Linked DNA regions of Salvelinus alpinus: region 1 is linked to region 2. A link is a contact called in public Hi-C data. All regions are on one chromosome and are shown on one strand. Each heading gives the region's core, a stretch centred on a gene start, on an enhancer-like site or on the middle of the called end of the contact. The rest is flanking DNA. Distances are from core to core; before and after follow the strand shown. Region 1 holds the start of LOC139574524 (ecto-NOX disulfide-thiol exchanger 2-like). Region 2 holds the start of LOC139574523 (ATP-binding cassette sub-family C member 5).

Region 1 (2,700 bases), core at 168-2,667, 370 kb after region 2:
AATGAGTTAGAAAGGTCGTAACTAGCCAACTTAGCTAGCCACGTTGTTTTGCTTTAGGTAGCTAGCTGGTAAATATTTAAACAGTCAAAGCTAGCTCAAGAACCAAATGCTATCCCAGCAGGAGGTAACATTAGCCTAAGCCATAAACCAATATTATGGTACGCAGTAACGTTACTAGCCAGTACCAAGCCTCACCGTCAGCACTTTTCTGTCATATGGGTTCTTTGCTAGCCAGCAGTAACCAACCAGGTAGAGACTAGTATATACACCTAGGTTGAAGATGACAAAGGTTAAGACAACGGGATTCTAATATCACAGAACTATTTTCAACAACGGGATCAGCCAGCGACACAGAGAGCTAGGCCAACTTTCAGAATGTTTAATATTGTTATAAATCTAGACATTGTTACATCGCATTGTTTATGTATTCCCCATGAAATGTTAATGGGGAGCTAACATGGCTGCCTTATAATGTCGAACTGTCATGTAAATGCATCATATTGCATAAATAGCATTGCCCAATTCTCTAAATGCATGGCTCTGGGACCAGCAGGATGGATTTAACGTTATATTTCTATGCCAGAGGGACCAACTATGCTAGTTAGTTACGGCACTCATCGTTAGCAAGGACGCTGGTATAGAATTAGGAATAGGATCGCTATGGGCGCTGGTCCCAGATTTGTGACGACGTTGTCTTTTATATTTTCGATCTAGGTATTCACTAGGAACCAAACAGAACCAGACGGAAGCAAACAGAATTAAACGGGGAGGGGCCTACCTGAATTTGTCCAATAGAAAATCTAGTTTTCGTTGCAAAACGTTTTACGTTTGGAGTAGACGGTTTCCGTTTGCAAACGTTTGCAACTGTTTGCTACGGTCTTTGTGCTAACGTTAGCTAGCTACGTAGCTAGGTAACCAAGGATTTGTATAAATAACCGGCCTTATTGCTATCTGTGAGGTAACGTTAGATAACTAGCTAACCGGAAAACCCAATTGATACGAACTGCAAGAAATATTGCATGGGCTGTGCCTTCTAGTTAACTACCAAACAAATACACGTTCCTAGAGTTATTAACTTAGTTAACTAACTAACGTTAGTTGGCTGGGTTTGTGACTTAGCTACGTTAGCTAGCCAGCTAACGTTAGCTAGCTACACACGCGGAAGTTAACTAGCTAATGCTATAAGAGCGGAATAGTGATAACGATATATCTGTTCCCTAAAAGTTCCTTACTTCAGTTGTTTCTTTCACAGTTTCCAGCTTTCAGACGACACCCCTTTCCCGGATCTTTTTGTATGTCCTCTGTTACTAGCTAATAGCTTTGCAAGCCACAGAGGTATAGCACGATGCAAGCCGCACAGAGTTCACAATCTTTGATGCAAGCGACTCACCGGCAACGGCCCTGTCCAGTGGCAGTGTGTCAGCTGACCAAATTACGCGAGATTTTACTGCTGGGTTAAAGTCGGTGCCAAAATAAACTACAAAATTGATTTATGGGAACCCGGAGGACAACAACACGTGTCGAAGGCGTAATAGCGTCCTCTGTCGGAGAACCACTTGGAGAGAAAATCTATGCTCTTCATTTTTTATATAAACTTTACATTACCTGGTAAGTCAATTAAGAATAAATTCTTATTTACAATGACAGCCTACCAGGGAATAGTGGGTTATCTACCTTATTCAGGGGCAGAACAACAGATTTTTACCTTGTCAGCTCGAGAATTCGATCCAGCAACCTTTTAATTACTGACCCAATGCTCTAACCACTAGGCTACCTGCCACCCCTTCATGCTGAAAGGAGGCATTGATCATAAATATTGTCTCTATGGTTTATTTTCCTATTTGACAAATTATTAGACTACATCTGTCATGACCATTCAATCTAAGAGGTAATGTCCTCGATATAAAATATAATTAATTAATTCAAAGATATTGAATTTGGCCACTCAGTTATCTCTAGATACAACAGACTTGGAAAATAAACATTAAACTAGCCTAATCCTTATATAAAGGCTTTGCCTCACTTGCAAGGTAGCCTATCTGGAAGAGGTGGGACAAAGTCACTATAGAGAGAAATAGTAATGGCATCTTTTTGTAGCACAGCTGAAAACTGTTGTCCTAATTAAAGAAGCAATAAAACTGGCCTTCTTTAGACTAGTTGAGTATCTGGAGCATCAGCACTTGTGGGTTCAATTACGGGCTCAAAATGGCCAGAAACAAAGCACTTTCTTCTGAAACTCGTCAGTCTATTCTTGTTCTGAGAAATGAAGGCTATTCCATGTGAGAAATTGCCAAGAAACTGAAGATCTCGTACAACACTGTGTACTACTCCCTTCACAGAACAGCGCAAACTGGCTCTAACCAGAATAGAAAGAGGAGTGGGAGGCCCCGGTGCACAACTGAGCAAGAGGACAAGTACATTAGTGAGTCTAGTGTAAGAAACAGACGCCTCACAAGTCCTCAGCAGGCAGGTTTATTAAATAGTACCCGCAAAACACCAGTCTCAACGTCAACAGTGAAGAGGTGTCTCTGGGTTTACTGGAACTATTTAAGGTAGCGCAATGTTACAGCGACACTATATATACAAAAATATGTGGACACCCCTTCAAATTAGTGGATTTGGCTATTTCAGCCACACCCGTTGCTGACAGTTGTATAAAGTCGAGCACACAGCCATGCAATCTCCATTGACAAACATTGG
Region 2 (2,700 bases), core at 143-2,642:
TTGTGCCCCCCACAGCCACAAATATGAAGTGCTTATCTATTTAAAGACGCCCGCTGGCGGCTTCAAGGGCTTGGGAAACATTGAGAGGAGGGAGGATATTTGAGCCGCTTGTGTGTTCGCACAGCGTCAGTGATCCTTCTATGGCAAAGCTCCACGATAAGGTCACTCAGAGTACTATGTTGCAGATCGACCTTGGCCAGGGAAAGGACAGCAATGTGGACTAAGACGAAAGGTTTATTTAAGAATGTATTTATTGACACAGACATGCTACCAATAAAGTTTAGCAAGGAAAAGCGGCCATAGGTCTACTACACCCAATGGGTCAGACACACACACACAGTAAAGTAGCATGTTGCAAGAGTCAGTTACAGTTCTGTGTACGTCAGACAGATCTTATCGGTATATGCGCTGAAAAGTAGCACTGTAAGAGTCAGTGTAGTGTCTGTAGCATGAGAACTGCAGAGAAGTGAGACGTTTCACTTTCACTTGAAAGTGATATTCCCCCCCCCCTTCCAACCTTTATCACGTGGCCCCTTCATCATGTGAAGTTTGTCACAAAGGCTGATAACTTTGCAGAACCAGCTGCTATAGCAGAGACCATGCCTAAATAATTCCTAAACAGGCACCGTCAAGCAAACAGCCCCTGGACTGCCCAAACATGTTGATCAAGTTAATATCGTTATACAATTTCCTTATGTCAAATAAGTCCTGTAGGATGGGTAAGTGCATATACTCAATAGTCCACTAAAAACATGAACTTAGCGAACGATAAAAGGACAACAAAACAAATATATATAATGATGCCAAAGCAGGTTAATATTAACCCAAGTTCCATTGTAGACTGTACTTTTAATTGACCCACGTTAAAAGGATGTGACCGGAGCATAAGCAAAAAACATTTTTGTTAACCCTACATTCGAACTGCCCTGTTTGCTGGCAATGTCAAGTCCAAATAAATGAGAGGTCATTCAGTACAAAATCAATTTTGTCTGGGAAAAATTATGCACTGATGTAATTAGAAAATGGTATATCATTTGTAACAACCACAATCACCAAAATCCTTCACAATCATCATCTCCAGTGAAACATTGTAAAAAGTTGTCAACATCTACATTATTCTGTGTAAGAAACTTACATGTGCAAGTCTGCAGTCTGCCCTCAGTTGTCCCCCAGCGGTGCAGCTCTCAAATCTGATGTTTATGAATATTGGTTGAGGTATGGTCATTGGGTTTTATACCACTTTCGAAGGTTGCATCTACTTTTCTCTTAATAAAATACATAGGCAACACTTCTATAACATCAACTTTAAAATAATTAGCCATCTCCCACAGAATGTTTCTTGCTAGTTGTGTTACCACTTTTTCCGGACCTCTTTTCTTCCACTCCGTGCATACGGAATTCCCGATATCCACATGACGTCATCGCTGCTCAACCAACCGTAGCCTTGCTTGCATCGTCGCCGTAGCAACGTGAATGGTGACTACAAGAAAGCCACGTGGTGATCTCCAGCAGGGCGCGCGAACAGCTTACGTTTCTCTGTCTATATTTGGCTATGGAGAGAAGGTAAACAGCAGTCCAGCCAAGGCCATGGAGCTGAGTTGTGTGCTCTTTGACGCTTAGTTGGGTTGGGTGCATGTGATTTCCAAAAGGAAGAACATTGACAGAATATTCATCTAGATAACATGGTGGCTTTAAGCATGCCTGCAATGCATCATGAATGGATGCAAGCTCCCTAAATAAAATAAGGAATATTGTGCTCTGTTGTTGATAAGATGCACTGATTCCTTATGAAAAACACGGGGTTGAGAGACCTATGTAATTTCTTGTTGTCCGACGTAGGTGTCAAAATCAATCTATTTTGCACAATGTATTTCAATAAACTATTGAAAGTAACTTTGAAAAATAATAATTTGGTGGGTGCTTTTGTTTGTCCTATTTCACACATGTACAAGTGTGTATTAATTTGCATGTGTAAATTGGATGGTGCTTTTTTACATATTCCAACTCTCCCGAAACACCCTCGGAGAGTGGAATCACAGCTGGGGTCTGCAATTATTAACGGTGACCATGGAGCAATTAGGACAGATTTTTCACCTTGTCAGCTCGGGGATTCGAACTAGCGACCATTCAGTTACTAGGATCTAACCACTAGGCTACCAGCCACCCTGTGTTTGTGTGTATAGGAACTGGTGCGAGGGTAGTCATTAGTATTCTTACAGTTGGTGTAATGGCCAGGCTGTAGATCTTAGTAGGGATGTCTGCACCAGGCTGTGTTTACCCAGCTGACGGGGGAGTGGGTGGGGGAGACAAAGTTATATTTTTTGCAACTGAATAGTCAGTCGGCCCCTGGCAAGATGTGATGAAAAAGATCATGTTTCCCGGTAGATGTATGAATAACAATAAATAATCAAGCTTTGAAGACTCAACTTGAGAGGTTGACAAAGTTGAAATACCCATAAATACTGCACTAATTTATTATTAACACCTCAGATACAAAGATTTAGTCTGATCAAGTCATTATGGCCAACATCCCTTTCTATTCAGAATCCACTGTTATCTAATAGAAAAATACTTGATGACATTGCTGCTTCTTGTAGAGATCCCCAGGGTGGCCAATGGACGAATCATCTCACCTCTGAATTAGTCAGTGACCCCTGTTGGCACTTCAAACTCTTCTGCATTGTAAGTGCTGCTTAACCT

Evidence for each region. Hi-C and Micro-C count contacts between places; a contact is called where the count stands out from the background.
Region 1: a contact with region 2 is called in a Hi-C map of red muscle, with 4 times the contacts expected there. The contact joins the promoter of LOC139574524 here to the promoter of LOC139574523 in region 2. A contact is called at or near these places in 2 of 3 Hi-C or Micro-C datasets (muscle and red muscle).

What each region holds. Positions count from the first base shown.
Region 1 is chr4:81,231,510-81,234,209 of SLU_Salpinus.1, forward strand. It overlaps LOC139574524 (ecto-NOX disulfide-thiol exchanger 2-like), which reads right to left and starts at 1,418. Exons shown (of 18, transcript XM_071399195.1): 1 at 1,233-1,418.
Region 2 is chr4:80,862,454-80,865,153 of SLU_Salpinus.1, forward strand. LOC139574523 (ATP-binding cassette sub-family C member 5) reads right to left here and starts at 1,393. Exons shown (of 28, transcript XM_071399190.1): 1 at 1,136-1,393.